Regions from separate parts of the Zea mays genome. Here regions 2 and 3 are each linked to region 1. Evidence: chromatin contacts called from public Hi-C data. All regions are on one chromosome and are shown on one strand. The core of a region is the stretch at or near the end of the contact, and the rest is flanking DNA. Distances in the headings are between cores, read along the strand shown. Region 1 holds the start of LOC100281860 (gibberellin 2-beta-dioxygenase 7). Region 2 holds the start of LOC100275345. Region 3 holds the start of LOC103646204 (probable fucosyltransferase 7).

Region 1 (3,549 bases), core at 777-3,276:
ATTAAAAAATGTCTTTAATATGGGTATTTGAGTATAGAGGACGTGATTTAGAGGACGTTGTTGTAGAGAAATGGGGTATAGAGGATGAAATCTTTTAGAGGAGACTGTAAAGGACAGATATAGAGGATAAATATAGAGGACGTTGTTGGAGACAGTTATGCGCTTTGTGAGGTTGTAGGGATGCCAAATCTCAAGTCGCAGACCAACCCCCTATCGGCCTGACGCACAACCCCCACCCGGGAGCCCTACCAAACTATCGACGACAGTGTCAATCACGTAGTCATCTAAAACACTGTTTTTATAATATAGACTATATTGTTCGCACTATACATAGTAAAGTTTGAATGTGAGCATATATATATATGAATGAATAAACTGTTGGAGATAACATTAAAAATACCAGGAAGCAACACCTCAGGGGTTCGTGCATAGGCGAAGATGTTTCAAAGCTTGCCTCAAGTATGGATGGGCTGATGGGCACCTTGATGATTCTACGCGCACTTCACTGACAAACAACACAGTTATACATTGTTGAGACTTGTATATTTGTTTTAGTCTATATAAAATTAAATTCTATATGAAACTACTTCAACACACGTGAATAGATTTTAAACGAATATATAGATATCTAAATAAGTCCGTATAGTCTTTTAGTTAAACTATTTTGAACTAGATTCATATTTATGACATTGAACTGATATTATTTGACTAATTATGTAACACATTTTTTATAGTATACCTATTCAAAGTTACAAATGTAGCTAGATATCCTTTCTGTGTTTTAATTAAACGTACAATTGTTTGACGTTTCAACGGGATAAAGTAGTACGTAGCAGATGTTTATCCAGGTAAACAAGATAATAATTTATCAGTTAATACCCTACGTATATACAATTATATCTACAGTTGAATCATGATCCATAATCCAACGAACCAGAAGACTCGTTTGCACGTAATATAAAATCTAATTGTACAATAGTCGCCGTCCTACATAAAACTGTAGAAAAGAAATATTTTTCTTTTTGCAGCCTTCGGATTATTACAACTATATAGCAGTCAGCTGTCACGCCCTTATTAGGCTATCCGTAACCGTTACCCCTAAATTTTTCCCTCTATATCACTTTTCCCCTCTATTTTTCCCCCTATTTTTTCATCTCCCGCAGCGGTTCCCCCTAAATACTCCTCTATACCCCACTAAAACTATAAAATATCATTTTCTATATCAACTATCAATTTTTTTATCTACTAACAATTACTCGTGGACCCACAACACAGTGTTTATGGTGATGAACAGTGACACGCTAGATCTGGGAGAGAGAAGGGTGCCGATGCGTAGGAGGCGCTGTAGGGGCACCGCTGCGGCTGTGGGGTGCCTCCTACAGCCGTGCATGGAAGGGGAGGGGGCCGCGTAGGCGCTGCCGTTGCGCACAGCCTTATAGTAGTGGTCAAGGAACACATCTAAGCAGGTACAGGGCCTGACTCGCCAATATAATACAAGCATGGTCAAAGTGAAACAGGGAGACGGGCGGGCCGGGGCTGCACTGTCAGCTTTAATTTCACATGGAGACATTAGTATTGTAGTACTCCCAAGAAGTCAGTGTAGTATATACTATTGTACCGGTACTGAGTCACTGTAGCAGGACTTGCACAGGGATGTGGCTCAGCTCAACTACTAGTACTAGCTTTATTATTCCAGCTCTCTACATCAATCCGCCCCTTGCACTTTTCGGTTTCAATGAATCCTCCCGTGGCCCGGCCGGTCAAATTTTAAAGACACGGCCCCCATAACTTGTTGCGTCCTCCGGCCCCCAAGTGTCGATCCATGGCCGTGCGAGTCGCGTGGCTCACCGTCGAACACCCGGGCCAGCCGAGCCACCATTCACCACCAAGGTGCATGCAACGAACCAAGAGAGGGGGCCGGGGCCGGGCAATGCAATGCCGGCCCCCCAGCTAGCCCTGCTCTCTATATATAGGGGCGGTGGACGTGCGCTTTGCTATGAGCCAGCCAGTGCTAGCGCATCGAGACCAGCAAGTGTGCACCAAGCTGCGTGCTACGTGTAGTAGCTATAGCTAGAGAGTAGTGTGATCACGCAGACACACACGCACACGCAAATATCTTACATGCGTTACGTAGCTGCCACTCCGACCATGCCGTCCCTTGTCGCGGAGAGCGCCGCCGAACCGCCTCTGGTGGACAGCTACCTGGAGCTGCTCCGGCGCGGCGGCGGCGGCGGCGGCATTGCGGCGGCGACCGAGGGCTGCGTGCAGGAGCGCGAGCTGCCCTTGATCGACCTGACGTGCCTGCAGGGCAGCGCGGGCGAGGCGGCGAGGACGACGTGCGCGGACGCCATGGCGAGGGCGGCCTCGGAGTGGGGCTTTTTCCAGGTGACCGGGCACGGCGTGAGCCGGGCGCTGTTGGAGCGGCTGCGGGCGGAGCAGGCGCGGCTGTTCCGGCTGCCGTTCGAAACCAAGGCCAAGGCCGGGCTTCTCAACGGCTCCTACCGCTGGGGCGCCCCCACGGCCACGTCGCTCCGCCACCTCTCGTGGTCGGAGGCGTTCCACGTCCCGCTCGCCAGCATCTCCGGCACTGCCTGCGACTTCGGAGAGCTCAGCTCCTTGAGGTAAATTAAAGCTTGCTGCTTTGCACAATTGCACTGCACTGCACGTAATTGCGTGTGGGCCTACCTGCCTGCTATAGCTAGCTAGCTAGTACCCAACTTGTTACTGTAGCCGTTGTTTACGGGCTAGTTGCTAGTTTCTATATATGGGGTGAGGGGGTATAAATTAAACGCATATTATTATTATTATTATCATCAGCCGCCTTCTCAATCATATGACCATGTAATGCCTGTCAATATATAACAGAGACGTACGCTGGGTATCTTTTTAGTGAGCCAAATTAAAAGGAAGAAGAGAAAAAAAAAGGTGGAGTCGACATGCTATCACATATATGTGCATCTCGTAGGTCGTACGTAGCCGCAAGCACATCGGCACATGTGTGCTTCGGTGCTCCACCCGTGGTATATAGCATGCACCTTAATATCTTCTAGGGCACATGTAGCAGCAGCTGGGCCGGGTGTGTGTTTTCCTTTCCGTGGTACGTACTATGACGTGACCAAACAGTGGTACTGCATTATTATTTGTACCTACGTCTCGCACGTACTGCTGTGCTACCAATAATATGTATATGATTTCTGATAGTTCAACGGCCGGCGAACACATGTACGTACACCGCCTGCCTGCCTGCCTGCCTGAACTTGGCTTTCGACCTTTATGTTCCGGCGCTACGAGTCAATGCTTGGTGATATCATGTGTGCGGTGGTGTACGCGACCACGAAACATGGGATCTTTTAGTACACGAACCTAATTTAACGCCGTCGTGTCCATCGTTCAACCTACCAACCAGACACCGGCTTGCACATTATTAAATTCCTTTCCGGCACGCACGATGTATCAGTATCCCTCAGAACACGCTGGAGAAGTAGCGAAATATCCTAATGACACGTAGGTGTAGGTGCCATATAATCCAACTGGCCAGCAGTGTACTGT
Region 2 (3,549 bases), core at 394-2,893, 170 kb before region 1:
CCTAGGTCAAGGCCAATAACACAATATTGAACCTATCTCCCCAAACCAAATTTCCTAATTTTTAGTGATCTACTAGATCGACCGGTGCTTTGGCAAACCGTTTACTAGATAATTTATTCTACAAAATCAGTTTATATGAGCATTATGGCGGTGGTGGAAGCCGGAAGGTGCTCACAAAGGCTACAATGGAGGTGAGAGTGTGGGCACTGAAGGTTAGCATTTGCGTAACCCTAAAAGTAGTGGATGATTTAATTTGTAACATAACAGAGGGGTGCAAAGTATCGCATGAAGCTGAAGCCGAAAGCCGAGCTAGAAGCTGAAGCATTACACAAAATCAGAAGTGCTGGTCCGGTGGATTTTTGTTGAGTTGTGCCGAGTCCTAGGAATCGGGGGCTGCATCTAATGTAGATAACTCGGCTACCAAGGAGGATAACTCAGGCCAATTATAATGAGTATTAATAAGATCCAATTTTCAGAGTCAAATATACTCGAGTTGATCACTCTGTTAAGTCAGACTCGAAGGCTACTATTAAAAATATATACTAGGGGTGCCTAATACATTCCAACAAAAAAAGAGGTTGATTTGTGGGCCTCGGGGACTTGGACTCAGACACTAGGGTACTCGGCCCACATGTCAGAACAAGATCCGCCTACATGAAATAGATAACATAAGACATCTTTAGCACATTCTGATCTATAAGGGAGTCCACATGTAGGAGGTGTCAATCAGTTTGTTCTTCATCCTTATCTAGCTAGAGTTTAGATAGGCTTTCTGTAATCAACCGTACTTCTTGAACTATAAAATGGGGGTGGTAACACATATGTAGAACAAATTATCTGATCATATTGTATAGACAATATTCACAGTATTATATCGTATTGAGATCTTGAATCTGTATAAATCCTCGTGGTCTTTGTGTATTCACGTTAAGTTCTTGATCTCGTGTTCCGTCCTATAATTTTTTGTGGATTTTTTTCTTAACAACCGTGTATAGTTATATTGGAAATTCATCTATTGAACTGAATGTGCACATCTGATTCACGTAAACAAAGCAAGGAGTACTAAAATTTGCACCGTGTGGTCCTCGATGAAATAAAAAACATTTCTAAAATATGAATAGCAGTACTTTTGTAATTAATTCAAAAAGGTAGATAAAATCAACCAACATACACCGAAAAAAGTTTGGCAGCCCAACAAAAAAAAGTTTTTCAAGGTAGAGAAAGATTCGGAAGCTGTCTCATAGAGTCATAGGCCATGTTTTGCAACCAGAAACATTTCCAATTCTTGCGGGAATCAGTAGAAGCACCTATCAAATACTTAGGCTACAAGAAAAACGTTTCACTTGAGAATCGGCATCCTGTCAAAAGCTGTCTTATAGTATAAAATTTAGAGCACATTGTCACCCTAATTCTGCTAAACGCATCCTTAGTTTTTGTAAATTCTGGTGCTCTTGTTTTGAACTGGTTATGAAATCTACACAGAGAAACCGCAATACAATTTCTCAAGCTGAGACTGGAAGTGCAAAACAGAGAAAAAGGAGTTGGGATTTTAAAAATCATGAGCGTGTTGCTTTCATGGCATGACCACACGAGGGAGCTGCAACGGTACCAACCAAGAAGGGAAAGGTGCAGACGAGGGGGAACCTAAGCTAGAAACCAATAGTGGCAATTATTGTTCGGAGGCCATCGCCGCTGGTGGGCGGTGGCTTCCCCTTCCCCTGTATTAGCAGCGAGGAGGCAGCAGCTGAAGCTCTCGTCTCTGCCTCTCCGGACCTCCGGTGAACTCCAACAGAGACCACCTCCTCCATCCGTCGGTCATCCATCTGTGATTCCTTTTGCGTGTGCAAGTTGTTAAATCGGCACACGGCCTCCGCTTTTGGAGTGGAGAGGGGCATATACGGTTTACTGGTGCGCCCGGGGCCGCCGCTTTTCCCGCTGGCCTCTCCCCGGCCGTCCCATTGGAGCGCGCAAAGCTGGGCGGCACCATTTAAAGAAGCAAACTGCACTCCACCATTAGCAGCACCAAGGCACCACCACCAAGCGCACCGCCACGCCACACGATCTATAACGCGCAGGCAGGCGAGGATCAGACCGGCCGGAGCTTGCCTTCTCCGTTGGGGTTCCTGCTTGCCGCGGCGCGAGAACAGATATATTGGATCGGATTTGTGCCGGGTAAGTTTGTTGAGAAGGATTATTCGTGCCGCCCGTGCTTCTAGCTGGTTGATCCTGGCCCGGCAGGATCTGGACCGGCATCCCTTTGCCCCGCGTTCTTTTGGATTGCTTCTTTCGCCGGAATCGCGTGCGTAGTTTAACTAGGTTTTGGATTTGGTATATGAACTCTCGTGTGAAAATTCAGTTCCTTGCCAGCGCCTTGCATGCAGATTGTACGGCCACAGTTGATTGGCGGTGTCTGACTTTCTGTAGTACTTTACTAATCATTGTCACCGCTAGATTTGGTTTCCCTAGGTCATTTTCTAGTACTTATGAACTGCAGGTGTAGGCTGTCCAGGTCCCTGTCCACAATTATCTTTCTTTTTTAATGAGCTTACCTTTGTTGTTCCGAGGATTTGTATGCAGCCAGCATACTCAGTTATGCTTAATTTTGCCTACCGATTTGATCACTTGGTGTTCTAGTGTTGTGCTCTCCGTACGGTTTATGCAAATTTGTCAGTTGCACAACTGACTGATCGTTTCAATTTGATTCAGAGACTAGCGGAGCGAAAGAAAATCTGTTTCTAAAGCATACGTCTTCATCTTCATGTTTCTTGAGCTTCTTTTTTTGCCAGTAGTCTTCACGTAGAAGTTTCGAGATTCATTCCTATGTCAAAGCAAATCTGTTACTCTTTCTGGCCCAAAATAAATACACATCTCGCTTCACGAGAAGTCATAGTTTTTGAAGTTTGACTAAAAACATAGAAAAAAAAACTGAATATCTAGCATGAACTTATTATAAAAGTGTACTTGATAATACTACTTATCATACATTTTATATAAATTTGATTAAATTTTAAGACGTTTGATTCGTCGGGAAGCGAGATGTGTGTATATTTGGAATGGGTAGTTCGGAAGGTTAACTTTCTTTGATATTTTTAATGCCATGTGCAGGTTCTTGGAGCAGTAGGCACCAAACTGGTCCAGGTTGGGCAAAAATGCAGTTTAACCAGTAGCTAACGGAGCTCTCTCATCTTGTACTGTGGCATTTCTTAAGTTGTCTGGAAGCTGAATCTCCAAGGCTGGAAGATCCAACATCTGTTCTTGAAAATTTACTGTACCTGCAAATGGCAGACGATCCTAACATGAATTTTGGGGCATTCTCCCAGTCACTCTGCAACCAGCATGTAGTTTCATTTCAGACAAGCGTAGCCACTAGCGGCTCAGGAGGCATGCCAACATACCTGGATTGTTCCACTGGGATGGATGCCAGCGTGGGGATGCTGACCACACCTTCAGTGGTTGTTTCCACTGGTTCATCTAATATGCCAGCAGATTCCGGGCAGAGCCTCAAATATGGAGGGCCACTGGCTGCGGATTGGACACAGGTCGAGCTTG
Region 3 (3,549 bases), core at 279-2,778, 130 kb before region 1:
TTTTAACTACCAATATATTTAATCCCTTTTTAATCACCTTTAATCCACTTATAACCGAACAAGCACTTAGAGAAGAAATAACTCTCCTCTACTTGCAGTTTGTTTGACTGCAAGTATCCGTGTTCCACGTTTACATAATGCAGCTGCTCATTAGTTAGTTCACTAGGGACCGTTCCGGGACCATATCATTCTTGTGTTTGGATCCCCTACGTTACTGTAGGTGCATGCGGTGCCCACGTGTCAGTGCCCTCACCTAATGTTGGCGGATCCCGATCCCCAACCCCTAGGACTTGGTAAATGCTTTGGCGGGTCGTGATCTCACTAGCCCTTTAAGGCCTTGTTCGTTTCCGTCGGATTGCACCCGGAATCGTTCTAGCTAATCAAAGTTTATATAAATTAGAGAAACAATCCGGATAAGAATCGTTCCGGCCTACCAATCCGACAGAAACGAACAAGGCCTAAGACCTTATTCGGTTAGGGGTGGATTAAGAGGGATTGTAGAGAATTCAATCCCCTTCTATATAAATTTAAATAGGAGAGAATTTAATCCCCTTCAATCTCCCTTAAATCCCTTCAAACCGAACAAGTCCTAAGGGTTTGTTCGGTTATTTTCAATCCATATGGATTGGAGGGGATTGATACGGATTCAGAGTGATTTTGACTTGTTAGGGATTGAAACCCCCTCAATCCATATGGATTGGGGTAGAACCGAAAGCCCTAATGAAATAAGAAGTGAGCTTTAGGCCATGTTTGGATACTCTAGTGTATTCACCCTAATCCACATTTGTTGAGGTGGATTGAGCTGTAAATTAAACTAATTTAGATCCCAATCCACTCAACACATGTTGATTAAGGCTAATACTAGAGTACTTAAATAAAGCGTTAAAGGTGAAAAGCAGTGTTTACTGACTGCTGAAGTGCTTCTAGCTAGCGATCAGCGTGTTTCTTAACTGCAGTAGTTTGCAGATTGAAAATGCGACATGCATGACAAACCTGACGGATCGTGCCAACTTAGAGTCCATGTCTAGCTATCAAACGATCCAAAGCAGCCAAGTGATGGGTCAGAACAGAACAAGGTAATAAAACCTCACTTGTCACCGTGTCGTGGATTAGCGGCCGGCGGTTCTGGTGATCAATAGTGAGCGTGGTCCGTCCTCTGTTCAGTTCCCGGTTGACGCCCTCGGCGGCGGCAACAATACCTGGGTCTCGGCCAAGCCGCCGGGGTACGCCGTACGCGTCGTCCTGAACGAAAGCCAGTTCGTCTCGTCGTTACGTACTCTCACATTGTCACATGGCTCGTCTAGTCGCATTTCTTGCCAGGAAGTCTTGCTCCTGCATGGATGGCCTAGTACAGCTGCATAGTGCCTCCGTCAATGCCCTGCTGGCTAGCTAACCATGGGCCATGGCACGATCGAAGCATTGACATAGCAAGCCTGACGTCCTACATGTTGCGTCTTCGAGCTGCTAGCTATCGAACTTAAGAAGCACGCCTATCAGCTCGCTAGCTGTCAGCAGGTAGCAGTGAGCCGGCCGGAACAGGCCGAATCACAGATAGATGGAACTAGATCATGCATAGCAAATCAGCAAGTTCTTTTCTAGGCAGCCAAGTGATGGATGTAACTGCATCTCACTTGTCACCGTCTCGTGGATCGGTGGCGCCACGGCGGTGGTCTCGAGCGGCCGCGCGGCCGACGGTTCTGGTGATCATGGTGAGCGTGGTGGCTGCCCTGCTCATGATGGCCGCCGTCTGCGGCCGGCTGATGCCGTTCACCGGCGGCAATACCTGGGTGCCGCCGGGAGTACGCGCCGCCGTGAACGCCGGTACGTGCGCACGGCTTCGTGACTGTGCTGCTCGCTTGCCACTAACCGCGGACAAGCGATGCATCATGCATGCATACATCATATAGAACCCCTCTGTCAGCAACATACTCCCTCCGTATAGGTTTTAGAGTACATTCGTATAGCACCCCGCTGTATCATTGCGCATAATTTGTTTTTTTGTTTTCGAAAAAAATTCTTCTTTTGTGATTAATGTGCTAAGCAATAAACTGTACGTAATCAACTCCGCCCATTCCACGTCCATGAAATTTAAGCTGCATATGCACGAACTACTGAACTAGCTTAAGCAACGTGCATGCAATTGCTGCTCTCTCTGAATTGATCTGATCCCCCTGTCTGCATGCTTGGTAGGCGCCGGTCCAATGGCGACAGTGCCAGATCCCCGCGACCGGCTTCTAGGCGGCCTCCTTTCCCCAGACTTCGATGACAGCTCCTGCCTCAGCCGCTACCGCGCCGCGCTCTACAGGCGGCCGTCACTGCATGCCATCTCGTCTTACCTCGTCTCCGCGCTCCGCCGTTACGAGTCGCTGCACCGCCGCTGCGGCCCCGGCACCCCCGCCTACGCGCGCGCCGTCGAACGCCTTCGCACGCCGCCGAACGCCTCCTCTACTACTACTAACTCCTCTGCAGGAGGGTGCAGCTACGTCGTGTGGAACCCGACCGAGGGCCTGGGCAACCGCATCCTCTCCATCACCTCCGCCTTCCTCTACGCGCTACTCACCGACCGCGTGCTCCTTCTCCACCGCGGCGGCAACGACCTCGACGACCTCTTGTGCGAGCCATTCCCGGGCTCCACGTGGATCCTGCCAGCAGACAAGGACTTCCCTATCCGTGACATCGAGCGGCTCACCGACCGGAACCACCACGAGAGCCTCGGCTCCGTGCTGAGGCGCGGCGAGGACCCCGGCGTGGCGCCATGGCTTTACCTGCACCTGCGCCACGACTACAGCGGGGCCTACCACGACCAGCTATTCTTCTGCGACGACGTGCAGGCCCAGCTGAGGCGCGTGCCATGGCTCGTGTTCTTGTCGGACAACTACATCGTTCCGGGGCTGTTCCTGATCCCGCGGTACGTGGGGGAGCTCGCGCGCATGTTCCCGCGCCGCGACGTCGTGTTCCATCACCTCGGCCGTTACCTGTTCAGCCCGAGCAACACGGTGTGGGACATGGTGATGCGGTACCACGGCTCGTACTTCGCCAAGGCGGACGAGCGCGTGGGGATCCAGGTGCGCAAGTTCCCTTGGTGGGCGCCCATCTCCACCGACGAGCTCTACGGCCAGATCCTCAACTGCTCGCAACGCGAGGACATCCTGCCCGGCGTCGGTGTGCGTGTGCCCGCGGACGACAAAACCACCGGCGCCGCGAACTCCAGCGGCCAGCCGGCAAAACAGAAGGCCGTACTCGTCGCGTCCCTGCACGGCGAGTACTCTGAGAAGCTCAGGGGCCTGTACCACGAGCACGGACCATCGGGCGGGGAGGTGGTGAGCGTGTACCAGCCGACGCAACTGGGCTGGCAGCAATCCGGCGAGCAGCAGCACAACCAGATGGCCCTCGCGGAGATGGTGCTGCTCAGCTTCTCGGACGCGGTGGTCACCACCGCCGTCTCCACATTTGGATACGTCGGCCAGGGACTAGCGGGTCTGAGACCGTGGGTGCTCATGAGCCCCGCAGATGGGAAGGCGCCCGAGCCGCCGTGCCGGCGCGCCGCTA

The links. A called contact is a pair of places that touch in the nucleus more often than the background predicts.
Region 2: a Hi-C map of ear shows a contact between it and region 1, with 1.6 times the contacts expected there. The contact joins the promoter of LOC100275345 here to the promoter of LOC100281860 in region 1. A contact is called at or near these places in 4 of 25 Hi-C or Micro-C datasets (bundle sheath, ear, leaf and 1 more).
Region 3: a contact with region 1 is called in a Hi-C map of ear, with 2.3 times the contacts expected there. The contact joins the promoter of LOC103646204 here to the promoter of LOC100281860 in region 1. A contact is called at or near these places in 8 of 25 Hi-C or Micro-C datasets (bundle sheath, ear, endosperm and 3 more) and 1 of 3 datasets of contacts at active chromatin or transcription factors (leaf).

The regions. Positions count from the first base shown.
Region 1 is chr2:29,269,969-29,273,517 of Zm-B73-REFERENCE-NAM-5.0, forward strand. It overlaps LOC100281860 (gibberellin 2-beta-dioxygenase 7), which reads left to right and starts at 2,027. Exons shown (of 3, transcript NM_001154780.2): 1 at 2,027-2,621. The coding sequence starts at 2,122.
Region 2 is chr2:29,099,762-29,103,310 of Zm-B73-REFERENCE-NAM-5.0, forward strand. LOC100275345 reads left to right here and starts at 1,644. Exons shown (of 9, transcript NM_001149441.2): 1 at 1,644-2,172; 2 at 3,106-3,549. The coding sequence starts at 3,279.
Region 3 is chr2:29,142,342-29,145,890 of Zm-B73-REFERENCE-NAM-5.0, forward strand. LOC103646204 (probable fucosyltransferase 7) reads left to right here and starts at 1,529. Exons shown (of 2, transcript XM_008670929.3): 1 at 1,529-1,821; 2 at 2,191-3,549. The coding sequence starts at 1,569.